2 separate regions of the Zea mays genome follow, and region 2 is linked to region 1. A link is a contact called in public Hi-C data. All regions are on one chromosome and are shown on one strand. Each heading gives the region's core, a stretch centred on a gene start, on an enhancer-like site or on the middle of the called end of the contact. The rest is flanking DNA. Distances are from core to core; before and after follow the strand shown. Region 1 has its middle 85 kb from the start of LOC100501623. Region 2 holds the start of LOC732761 (histidine kinase).

Evidence for each region. Hi-C and Micro-C count contacts between places; a contact is called where the count stands out from the background.
Region 2: a Hi-C map of bundle sheath shows a contact between it and region 1, with 4 times the contacts expected there. The contact joins the promoter of LOC732761 here to the enhancer-like site in region 1. A contact is called at or near these places in 3 of 25 Hi-C or Micro-C datasets (bundle sheath, leaf and tassel) and 1 of 3 datasets of contacts at active chromatin or transcription factors (leaf).

Annotation. Positions count from the first base shown.
Region 1 is chr4:172,366,538-172,373,004 of Zm-B73-REFERENCE-NAM-5.0, forward strand. No RefSeq gene overlaps it. Among protein-coding and RNA genes, the nearest start is that of LOC100501623, 85 kb to the left of the region's middle. Within about 2 kb of position 3,299, at least 18 of the 20 cell types and tissues checked have an H3K27ac peak or open chromatin away from gene starts, as enhancers often do. A contact at or near this core is called in bundle sheath, leaf and tassel, where this site is marked.
Region 2 is chr4:172,456,761-172,463,510 of Zm-B73-REFERENCE-NAM-5.0, forward strand. It overlaps LOC732761 (histidine kinase), which reads left to right and starts at 1,267. Exons shown (of 11, transcript NM_001112387.1): 1 at 1,267-1,554; 2 at 2,371-2,604; 3 at 2,700-2,869; 4 at 3,274-3,492; 5 at 3,566-3,752; 6 at 3,845-3,896; 7 at 3,977-4,206; 8 at 4,393-4,491; 9 at 4,620-5,335; 10 at 6,365-6,750. The coding sequence starts at 1,276.

The sequences.
Region 1 (6,467 bases), core at 2,049-4,548:
GGAGTGTTGGCCCAAGAGACCTAAAGCCCGCTGCTATACGTGTGGGTGCGTGTGTCGCGGTCCGATAGCCTGGGTGGGCGCGCCGTGTGTGCGGGCGGCCCGACGGACACGCCGTGTGTCGGCGGTCCGGTTCCAACAGACCAGGTTCGTTTCCCCCCTGACGATTACTGTAGTGCTGATAATGCTGCTGGCATCATCATCGTCGCCGGGATCGGCGGCGGCACGGCGGCTAGAAAGCGGTACATGCGCCGGCGACGCCACCTCCGCCGGCGACCCTCCCGTCATACAGTCCATCAAAAACCGGTACCTGCAGCGACTGAAGGCTGGTTCTGGTCCCTCCTGCGGGACTTTTAGCCCTCAGAATCCGACATGCCATCACGGCTGACTGAAGGCAAACGACAGGAGAAATCCATAACGGTTGGCGCCATCGATCAGTGTAGATGGACTTAACTAATAAAACAATATATGAACAACTAATAAGTTTGTGTTGTGGTATTTTCCATGTGATAATAATGATTACAATCTACAGTATGATATGATGCTTGGCTACTTCAGTGTTCTAAGTGTGCGAAATGTCTGTAGCGGCTGGTTGCCCTAACCCTCTTTCTTGATGTCTGCTGGTCAAGGGGTCGGGTTTTGTTTCAGTGTCAGTGTTCCGACTAGCGCATGATTGTTAAGTTGTATGAGTTTGTGCTAGTTTGGACCAGTTTGTAAAGTTTTTACTCTCTTCTAATATATTGAAATGACAAATCTTTTGTCTTTTCCTTTCAAAAAAAAGTGTGCGAAATGTATGGTTTTCATAATAAATAAAGGGGTTGGCTTGTTTTGTGATCTAGATCCTATATATGTTGCTCAGCTTAAATACATCTGTCTATTTTTCTTTTGCGAATCGCAATATAGCGTTTACAAAATCCTGAGATAAAATATACGACTGCGCTTAACTACTGATCATTATCTACCCAAGTTTTTCACGTTTCATGTATTCAGCGGTACCTGCAGCCGAAGCTAGATTGTTATTATCAATTGTTATGGGTTGATAAACGTGCAGTGGATCATATATGTTCAAGGAAATATACTACTGAAGCGTTTACAAAGTCAATTGTTATGGGTTGATAAACGTAGATCATATACCATAAATAAGAAATATAAAACCTCTATTCTATATGTTCAAGGAAATATATTCACGCTAATCTCAGTTTCACCGCATAACCGAAATGTCTATGATCCATAGCAGGCCAAATGCATATAATTGAACATCTATAACCAGATCGATGAGATCGAGGTCTAAAAGCGATAATTCGAGCTTCTGGAACATTTCCTATTTAATCTTATAAAAGCGCCAATTATAGCACCATGCCATCCGTTTGATTATTATCTATTTTTCTATACATATTTATGCAAACAAACGTACCATGTTTTAACAACTTCTGATGACATATATCTTATGATACTCGATGTTTTCACTTAGTGTCTGCCACATTTGAATTGTTCTGGTAGGGATAATGTTAAATTTAGTATTGTTCATCGAGACTGATTTGTAGGGTGCAATAAAAAAAACGAGGAATGTGAAGCCCCAACTTTTATGGTATCATTTGGGCAACATGTTATCGTAAGTAATGGGCAAGTTGTGTCCTTGATCACTCTTCTTTACCTAATAATGTTCCTGTTAATCACTGTGACATGATCAAGTTAATTTGATGGGACCTAATAGGCTACCCTAGTTTGGCTTACTTTACACCTTGCTTACCACTGAACTTTGGGGTAGTATCTACTATTGCTCTATGTGGTTTTGGATATAATGATATATATTATTCATGATCATGCTATTTACTGTCATTGGATTATTTATTGTTTATGATAAAATTATTGTGTTACTTGGAACATGGAGAACCACCTAGAAAAAACAGTGAGACGCCCTTGACTGACTAATTAAGAAAGTTAGTGGAGGGCTACCTTACCCGAAAGGAAAAAGGGCGGTAGAGGAGCTGCCGGTATATGGAGGTTATCGGGTTGATCGTTGCAATGGCTTTTCGGACGAGAGTGGAACTTCGTAGAGGCATCATAGTGGTACCCTGTCTCGCCTCCTCAGTAGAGGTGTATGGTATTGATGACCTCGTGGCAATTGGGTATCACGACTTTGTGGATAAAGATGTGCAACCTCTTCAGAGTGTAAAACTGGTATATCAGTCCATACTCACGGTCATGAGCGGCTCGGACCCTTACATGAGTAATTTATGAAATTAAACTTAATTTGTCATTTGTATTGTATTGTGGGATTTATTATTAATTGTGTTATCTTACTTTAATTGGTATGATATCTACTTATACTTAGTAACTGCTAATAAAATTATGATCAACTTATTAAAAGCAATGCTCAACATTAACCTCTATTGTTGATGAGCCTTACACTTCACATGAGCCCCCACCGTAAGTGAGCTCATGCACATTATTCCTCATAACTTGTTGAGCGATGATCGAATGTGAGCTCACTCTTGCTATACTCACCGCCCAAGGTCAAGAACAGGTACTGCAAGATAAGGAGCATAGAGGACGCTACGATGAGTTCGTTAGATGTTTAGGTCATCGTCTCCCAGTCAACTATGGTTGCAAAGTATCGTTGTCGTCATATGATGTAATTATTTAGTTATTTTGTACACGAACTCCTATTAAATAATAAAATATGTGACATTGTTTTCTATATCATGAGTAATCATATATGTAAGACTTAGATCCAAACACACATTTAGTTCGCGTCCGAGTTTGCCCTTAAATCCAGGTATGACTGAATATATTTTGTTTTACGTAGAAAACTCATATTCCTGGTATTTATTTATATGATCATTATAAAACTAGATTTTATTTAATATCTGTATGTAAACATTATATTCGACTGTGACATAGACTAAACTTTAATAGGGTAAAGAAGCGGGTACATAGCATGGTATACTATTAGATTTGCTAGCCTAAGTGTAGCAGTTGAATGGCTGCCGTGCGTGCAGTCGAGACGACTGTCTCCTGGCAACTTTGACTGAAGAGACTGGGATGAGGAGAAGCAATGGTTAGCGATCAAGGAATTCCTGAGAAAGAAGAGAAGCTGGAAGAAACTGGGCCGAAGAGACCTAGGCCTGGTTAGGGATCAAGGAATTCCTGCAACAATGGCTCATCGGCCAGAGGGCCCAAGTAAAAATGCTAAAATAGAAACTTCACGGGCGTGGCCTCACTATGAGGTCCTCGTAACGTACACACTGGAACACTGCATGCACTGCTCGTTCGGCACTTAGCAGGCCTGCAGCAGCGAAGCGAAGCGACCTCTTAACCCAGCCCCTAGTGGGCGGGCCGCGGGCGTAAGGCTGGCTGCATCTGCGCTCTCTCTGACTGCCCTGCCGTCCGTCTGGGTGGTAGGGCAGAGTCAATGCACACGCAGCCTGCGGCCCGTGTGTCGTCAACTTGATGGGGGGCAGCGGCTTCGGCTTGGGCCTGTGAGATTGTGACCCGACACAGCCCGACCGGGAAATCTTGCGTACGTATCGCAATACCAGACCAGCCACGGGCAGGACGAATGCGTACGCACATCCGGCACGGCCAGCGCCGCCGTTCGCGCGCCCGGGCGGTGTCTGTCCGCTTGTGATAGTGATAGGAAGGCGGCCGGGGCAACGAACTGAAGAAGATTTTTGTGCCGGTGGCGACTTGCGAAAGAGGCTCGGCAGACGGCATGCAGGGGCAGAGAGGGCCCTCTTTTAATCATCACCCACCCCTGGAGTCCGTCCGGCCTCCCACAGTCCCACCTCCATCTCCATGCACCTGCACAGGTCACATTGCTCGCGTCGCGTCCAAGACGCAAAAGCAGCGCGCGGGTGCCATCGGGACGGACGGGACTATGGAAGAGACTCAAATCAAATGGAGGTTATCGGAAAGAAACGAAAGTGTAAGGCTGCGCGAGAAGAAAAGATGGGAGATTCTTGGAGTATAGTACATGTAGGTAACACTTTGCGCGGAATTAGGAAATATTTAAACCTGAATGGCAGAGCGGCAAGTTGCCAGGCCTCGGAAACACAGAGTGTATTAGGTGTCCGTGCCGTTGCGACGGCATATAAATTGTTGAGAGAGATCTATGGCTACTCGTACAGTTCAATGACAGACTATCGTTGTTGTTAGGCACCATCATCCGGATAAGGATAGAAGTATCTAGGATAGAAATGAGCGTGAAGTTCTACACAAAACCGAACAGTGCTTTGGTGGCTCCCATCTTACAAAACACAATGGAGATCCTCTTGCATGGACGACAAAGATAACATTAAAAAAACTCCAAGATTGATTAAGCTAAAGTAAATGCTTAACATCCACAAACAAGTATTGTAGTGCAGTGCACTATAATACGCAAACACTTCACTGCTCACCTCCGCCTGCAGTTCACCGCATGCAAATTCATCCCCTATCAAAGAACGTGCTGAAGTAAAAAAAGTATCGTATGATTCATCATCGTTGACTGATCAGTTTTCATAACTACAGTGAAATTGTAGGCTCACGCCACACCATCTGTGATAGCATCATCGCTTGGTCATTCACACAAGTGGAAATTGGAATCGCGAGAGCAATAAAAATAGAAGTGAGCAGCCATCCATTTCATTGAAGGCTTCATTTTACCAACAAAATAGTGGTATGAACAGCTCGAAAACTAATTTAGAAACCTAAAATCTTGAACCACATAGTATTTCATACTTATCTTCTACAAGACTGTAATACCCATGAACACCACCAAGAGCGGGCAGAGACTTTGCCTGGATTTCAACAGCCGCCTCAATACCTATCGGCATAATTCGATCGTACGTCCCGGTGCCAGTAACCTTAGCAAGGTCCACCATGTGATGCTTAGCCATCTTCTTTGCATGCGGGTTGTTAATTCCCTTCCTCTCAGTGGCCACAAGTGTTGTTTCTTGGAATCAGAATGGGGAGGGGAGGGTAGTGCAGCTCGAAGCCCAAAAATAATCCTTAACTTATATTTATCATCGAGTATTTGTGATTCCTATCAGGAGTTGTTTAGGGTCAACAGAAGCTCAAGAAGGAAAATACAGTAAAGTGACCTTTACATGTAAGAAATGTTTTACCTTTGTAGAGTAATCAGCGAGATGCTTTCTTAATTATACAATTTCTTCTTCCCCTTTTGACCTTAACAGTAGTCCTATGTAGGACCTATCATTATTAGGAACAATGTATCATTGGTATGCAAAATTATAGATGACGCTGAACGAAAACTAATTTACCTACTTCTATGATATGTTTGAGTTCATCTCTGAAACTGGTAATAACCTAGAATCATAATCTCCATATTTTTTATGTTTGTAATGGATCATAATCTCTCTTGACTGTAAAACAAGGTAAAATCAAGAGTGAGAAAACTAACAAAAGTATCTCTGAAAACAAAAATACAGAGGAAATTTTTTATGCTTTACCTGTTTCTTAATTTCACCAATATCTTGCTTCTGCTGTGATGGTGGAGCAATTCAACACCAAGGATGACATCTCGTATTTTAGATTGTGTCAGTGCAGAAGTATTACATTGTTTTTCTTTGCATAATCAAATAGAATGAAGTCCCATAGTGCACATACGAAGCCAGAGGCTCCCCATCAGTAGGGTCGAAGTAAGGAATTAATTGAGACAAGCCTTTCTAGATAACTCTCACCACTGCAACAGGCCTAGGATTAGATTATCTAAAAAACAGACCTAATAAAAGCCTTCATGTTGTTGTAAATAGACCTCCCTTCACCAACTTCTGCAACTATAGTACTGAAGTTATCATCTGCAAGTACCATATATAAAGCTTCTTTGGAAACCTGAGACAAGTTGATTGGTTAAGGCGTCAGACACTCTTCTAATAGAAATAGGGAAAAACACGAAGATAACGCTACATCAGGTAATATGGTTTTAGATGTACCTGCTCTTCGATGAAACCAATAGCGACATGCGTTAAAGATTTTTTAGAAGAATTGCCTATATGCAAAAGGGAACAAAAACTCAAATCATTAAATATCTGAACAAATAAATTACTTGCATAGGTCGAAAAAACCAATTGAGTTTTGACAGACTTATCGTTGGTATGGGTTGTGTTGTTCTTTGTGTAAATCACTCTTGCATATAGGCTACATGCAACCAAACAGAGGTAACAGTATCACATCCGCTCCATGAACTGATCACGTTATCAATGATAGAAAAATGCAAAAAATATAAAGAGAATCTTGGAACAACGAATGAAGCCATTAGCCATGGTTGATCTCCGAACACTTTCTAAAATCAGTAGTTGAATCTTCATCATGACTTATAATTCTCATGATCAAAATCAATAGCTGAATCTTCTTTAGATGACTTATGATTCATCATGCTGCAGAATTCAGTATGCTTGGAACATAATCTGCAAGCACAAGACGGAGGAATCAGGCATGGCAAGCAGTGCAGCAAAATGGAGAGCACC
Region 2 (6,750 bases), core at 17-2,516, 88 kb after region 1:
ATTTTTGTAGTAAAATTATTTGAAGATATAAATGTTATTAATATATTATATAAATATAGTAAAACTTAGAAAAGTTTAATCGAGCGATAAGGATGGAGGGAGTAGAACATTTTCTTGCTTCCATAATAAAAAAATGCGTGACGATGACGTGCTCCACCAGTTTGACCGAGGTTTCTCTGCTACTGCTGACATGAACTGTATGGGCTGGCACCTCAGGGCGCAGAGGCGGGCCCATGGTCCGGGTCCACGGAGTACACAGCAGCGCGGCGTCCGCTGCTCCAGATCGGCCCTGCGGAAAAAAATTTGCTGCAGCCCGGCGGTAAAGCAGGCTGTTTGCAGCCCTCACAAAAAAAGAATAGACCCTATCTATAGGTCCACAACAAATTTTTTTCCGGCCCTGCCGTCGTACTCGTACGTGCCATCGTCTCTATTTCCCGGACTACCTCCTTGGCACGTCCCGTCCCGTTCCGCACCTGCCTCCTGCCGGTCTGACGGCCTATCGCCTACAGCAACAGAAAAACAAGAAACAGCCATGGTGCGGGGGCAGATGCGGCAATTCTGAGCTCGGCACGCACGTGTCTTTAAAACGCCCTCGCTTCCTCCTCCGTCCGTTCTGCTCTTGCCCCCGCCACCGGCACGGGCCGGGGCCACGCTCGCCGCTCAACGCCGCCGCTGCAAGAGGCCGCGGGTGATTAGCCTTGAGATTAGCGGGTACCGCTTCACTGTTACGGGAGTACCGTTTTAATTGACGCCCGCCTGTCTCGAATATCGGCTGCTGCCAAAAGCGCGGGTTCGGGGTTCCTCCCCGTCGGGCTCGGGCGGCCTCGGCTCGCCTCGTGGCGCCGCTGGGCGCTAGCGGAGTGGAAGTGGATCGACCTGTTGCGGCCGAAGAGTGGGGAGGCAACAAAAGGGAAAGCTGCGCGGAGAGCTCGGGTACCGTGGCCGGATTAGTTAATGCCCGCGAGCAGCTAGTCGTAGGCGTAATTATTTTAAGGCAGTTGTCGCCTCTGGGGACTCGTGAAAGCTTCACCTCTTTTGAGAAGCTCCGCACCACGACCTCGTCCCGCCCGCAGCCCGCTCTTCCCCGCTCCACCTCCAGGCTTCCAGTCTCTCACTCTCCCGCGCCTCTTGCTGCTGCTGCTGGCGATAGGGATCCCAGCGCCTTCAAGTTCGGGTGGGCGGCTAGCGCGGCGCGTGTCGGCGAGCATATGGTGGGCATTGGGCGGGGGAAGGAGGAGGAGGAGCGGCAATAGATTTGTGGGCGCAGAGGCGGGGATGGGGGGCAACAAGTACTGCGCGGCGATGACGAAGAGGAGATGGAGGGGGCTGGCAGCGGCCGCGTGGGTGCTAGTCGCGGTGGCTTGCTCCGCGGTGATGCACTGGACCATGCGCCGGGAGAGCATGGACCGCGCCGAGGAGCGCCTCGTCAGCATGTGCGAGGAGAGGGCCAGGATGCTGCAGGAGCAGTTCGGGGTCACCGTCAACCACGTCCACGCGATCGCCATTCTCATCGCCACCTTCAACTACGATAAGTCCCCTTCCGCTATCGACCAGGTTCGTCACCATTCGCCCCCCTCTTCTCCGCCATTGCTCTTGTAGATTGCTATGCCACGGTATCAATTGGCAGTTGGTTTAGCAATAGCGGACCCCGAGATCCTACACATTGTTCTGTGGGTTGTCTCTTTTCTTTAAAGGAGCAAACAGAAAAAAAAGGGGAGAAATAGAGATATAGAGATGCGTTGTTGTTTGTTGACGCTTACCGTCGTTTAGCACGCCATGATTGCTGTGGTTGGCTGGGACAGGTGCTGTTCATAGTCTTGTGGAAAGAAAAAAAATGTCCATTCCTGCGGCGGTTAGGCGGGGATTTTTTAGGCTTATTGGAGACGTAGCTGAACTGAACTGTTGGGTTGGTGGCACATTGTTTGTTCATAGAGTGATTAGTGTGTTCGCTGCAAAACCATCTGGGGGTTACTTTGACATCCATTGGGGTGTGCTCTTTTGCCAACCTTTTGATTCCTTGTTTATTCTGAGAAAGGTCCCTGTCGCAGAGATTAAATTATGTTAGAAGCTGCTTTCTGCCTCTCTTTTCTTTTGCTTAGATTATTGATCCTCAAAGCCGTCCTTTCCTGCATCTACACTTCGTTTCTCTTCCCCCCCTTTTTTTTTGTCGATTTACCTATAGTTTAGGCGTGCAGTGTCATGGGCCCATGTTATTTGAAGACGTGCTCGTTTTTGCATACAATGACCAATCTTATTCGTTGCATCATTACTTTTGGTAAATCAACAAGATGTCTTCTTCTGATTCTTGCAATTTATAGCATATTATTGTCCAGTATTCTATTTTGGCTTAATAATTAATGTCCGACACAGGACACTTTTGCAAAATACACGGCAAGGACATCATTTGAGCGACCGCTACTCAATGGGGTGGCATATGCACAGCGTGTATTCCATCATGAGAGGGAAATGTTTGAAAGCCAGCAGGGATGGATTATGAATACAATGCAGCGGGAGCCTGCACCCCCGCAGGTTGAATATGCTCCAGTGATTTTCTCTCAGGATACTGTTTCCTACCTCGCACGCATTGACATGATGTCTGGAGAGGTATGGTTCTATTTGATCGATCTTAGTATTCATTGGGGTGTTTATGACCCTTTGATGTCTCTTTAGTGAAAGCAATCTATTTATTTACGATACAGGAGGACCGAGAAAACATTTTGCGGGCCAGGACTACTGGCAAAGCTGTGTTAACAAACCCATTTCGGTTGCTTGGATCAAACCACTTGGGAGTAGTTCTCACTTTTGCTGTGTACCGCCCTGATCTCCCCGCTGATGCATCAGTTGAGCAACGTGTGGAAGCAACTATTGGGTGAGATGTTCTAACTCACATCCTTTGTTGTTTTATTTTTAACCAAATATTCTAGCATTGTCGCCTTTAAGACTCATGTTTAACATGTGGGTATGAATAAAATTTTGTGCACTATTATTTGATCATGTAATATCTTGTCATCGTGTATCATGCCACATTTGTGGTTCACTGATCAATACTGAATTTAGGTTGACTATGATGACCTTAACATGTCTAGTAACAGGTGATAATAGAAACAATGTGTTTCTTTTTTAAAAAAGGTATAGCGTGCTTATGGCAGTTATGGCAGGCACATTTAGTAATAGATCATGCAGGTTATAATCATTGCAGCTTGTCTCAATTTAATCAAATGATACTCTATGCTTATCTAATTTTCAAGAGAATAATTTGCTGTGTGCTCCCAGATATCTTGGTGGAGCGTTTGATGTGGAGTCACTTGTGGAGAATTTGCTGAGCAAACTTGCTGGCAATCAGGATATTGTGGTGAATGTCTATGATGTCACAAATGCTTCAGAGGCTATGGTTTTGTATGGACCTTCTAGTTCGGATGAGCGCGTGCCTTTCTTGCATGTTAGCATGTTGGATTTTGGAGATCCGTTTAGGAGGCATGAAATGAGGTGCAGGTTGGTAGTCCTTATCTGTAAATCTTAATTTTCTTGGCTGCTTTTGTTTTCCACTAATGTTGTCAACCTGCAGGTATAGACAAAAGCTTCCTATGCAGTGGTCTGCCATAACCAATCCTTTGGGCACATTTGTCATATGGATGCTTCTGGGGTATAGCATTGCCGCTGCATATTCTCGATATGACAAAGTTACAGAAGATTGTAGAAAGATGGAAGAGCTAAAAACGCAGGCAGAAGCTGCTGATGTTGCAAAGTCTCAGGTTTGGCCTGTTCTTTAGCACTCTCATTTACTAGGCATTCTAGCATATGCATCATGTATGGCTTAGCTTATCTATGTTTGTCTCTCTTGCAGTTCCTGGCAACTGTGTCACATGAGATCAGAACACCTATGAATGGCGTCCTTGGTACTTATGCATTTATTTTGATATTACTTAATCTTCAGTTCCGTGGGCCTATCAATCTAATTTTTTTCCTTCTGGCGTAGGAATGCTGGATATGCTTTTAGGAACAGATCTAACTATGACACAGAAGGATTATGCTCAAACTGCTCAAATGTGTGGCAGAGCATTGATAACGTTGATAAATGATGTCCTTGATCGAGCAAAGATTGAAGCTGGAAAGTTAGAGCTTGAAGCGGTGCCTTTTGACCTGCGTTCTCTCATGGATGATGTTATTTCCTTATTTTCTTCAAAGTCACGGGAGAAGTGCATTGAGGTATGTTACTGTTAATGCTTGAAGTAGGAAATGATGTTGCCTGGGCCATCACTTGAATGGATATTGATTGCTTTTAGTCCTAGTTTTTGGCTGAGCAACTGACGAATAATGCAGTTTTGCCTGAACCAATCTGTCACTATACATTGTGGCATATACTTTTCCTGATCCTTTTCCTTCTTGCTGCAGCTTGCAGTATTTGTATGTGACAATGTTCCGAAGGATGTTCTTGGAGATCCTTGGAGGTTTCGGCAGATACTAACAAATTTGGTCGGCAATGCAGTCAAAGTAAGCAACCATTTATGGTATTTGGTATCCTCACACTACAACTTCGAATGATGTTGGTTAAGTCGTAGATAAGTCTGTCATCAAATACATTCAGAAAAATGCGCTGATATATTTATCGTGTGTTCCAGTTCACAGAACGGGGTCATGTATTTGTGCGGGTCTGTTTGGCTGATAACTCAAATATGGAAGCCGGTCAGGTCCTAAATGGAGCCATGAATGGGAAAGATGGTAGAGTTGATTCAACAACTAATGGTGCCTTCAATACTCTGAGTGGGTTTGAAGCAGCAGACAGACGAAATAGTTGGCAATATTTTAAGATGCTCCTCTCTGATAAGGAGTCCCTTTTGGATGATCTTGAGGGAACAAATTCTGATCAAAGTGATTCAGACCATGTCACACTAGCGATAAGTATTGAGGACACAGGTGTTGGGATACCATTGCAAGCACAAGATCGTGTTTTTACACCGTTTATGCAGGCTGATAGTTCAACTTCAAGGAATTATGGTGGTACTGGCATCGGTTTAAGCATTAGCAAGTGCCTAGCTGAACTTATGGGTGGGCAGATAAGTTTTGTCAGCCGTCCTTTTGTTGGAAGTACATTCACTTTCTCCACCACACTGAAGCGCTCATACAAAGATATTTCAGTTGATTCAAGTAGGAGCTTGTTAGAGGCACTACCAACTGCTTTTAAGGGAATGAAGGCCATCTTGATAGATGGGAGACCTGTACGTAGTGCTGTTACAAGATATCACCTCAAGAGGTTGGGAATAATTGTTCAAGTTGTGAACAATATGAGTGCAGTAGTAAAAGCTTTCCCTGGACAAAATGGAGCAACTGTTTCTAGGTGAGTGTTCTTAAGTTAGTTTATTAGATGCTGGAGATACAATTGGCTGAGCAGTGATTCACATTTCAGTACTTTCCCTCACATGGAGGCTCCCTCAACCGCAAGCCTTATATGTGAAATGGGAGCTCTGTTTTAAAGGCGACGTCTAGGCGCCCCAACACTCCTAGGCGTTCCCGTCGCGTAGCTAAATCAGCAAGAGGGCAGAGAGAAAGAAGGGGCGGCGCCGAATCAGGCCGCCGGCGGCCGATTCGGCCCCAGCGACAGCTGAATCAGGGCGGCGGCGGCCGAATCGGGGATGGCGGCAGCAAAATCATGAGTGGCGGCGGCTGAATCGTGTGAGGAGAGAAGGAAACCACGGCTGAAAAAGGGGAGGGGAGAAGGAAAGCAGCAGCTCAATCGAGGGGGGAGAGGGGGGAAACAGGGGGAGATATAGGCTGGCTTCTTTTTCTTCCTCCTCCATGCTGCTGTTTTATGCTGCTGTTTTGTTGGTTCTCATGTTGATAAGGTGTCACCTTGCTCGTCTTAGTTGTCGCCTAGGCGTCCAGACCAGGTGGTAGTTCAACGTCTTATCTTGCCTTACCGCTTTAAGAACCATAAACGGGCTAGGGAACATTTCTTTTATTAAATTGTGTGACTAAAGATTTGAATTCGAAACCTGGTTTTGTTACCAGCATGTTAAGCTGCATGCACTGACGGCCTCAACAAAGACCCTAAGGGCTGGTTTGGTGGACAGGGAAATGAGATCCCCTCCATTTTTCTGTCCACCAAACCAGCCCTAAACTGGTGGGAAAGGCAGGCAACTCATTAATATATTTTACTACATATAATAGATAAACCGTCTATGCCATCAGTCTGTCCTGAATAAGCTATTTTCTTTTTTGAAAAAGTATAGGACCCTAAAATCCTTGACTGACCTTTTATCCCCAAACTGTTTTGGGGAATAGCATAAAACATTCTTAAAGCACCTGAATATGCACTTTATAATTGTTTTGTATGACATCTGAAATCATCACATTTATTCTCTTGTAGGGAAAAGGCAACCATTCTTTTTATTGAGAGTGACTTTTGGAGGCCCGAGACAGATGTTCAGTTATTGAACCATCTACGCGAGCACAAGAATCGTCAGTTGTCTGATGGGCATAAGGTAGTTCTTTTGGTCACCTCCGAAGCTGATAAGGACAAGTATGGATCCATATTTGATATTGTGATGTGCAAGCCTATAAGGGCAAGCATGATTGCTTCATCTATTCAACAACTGCTCAAAGTAGAGATGCCTGAAAGAAGAAATAATCATAATCGGCCATCATTTCTTCGCAGCCTGCTGGTTGGGAAGAATATATTGGTAGTAGATGATAATAAAGTCAATCTTAGAGTCGCTGCAGCTGCACTCAAAAAGTACGGTGCTAATGTTAGCT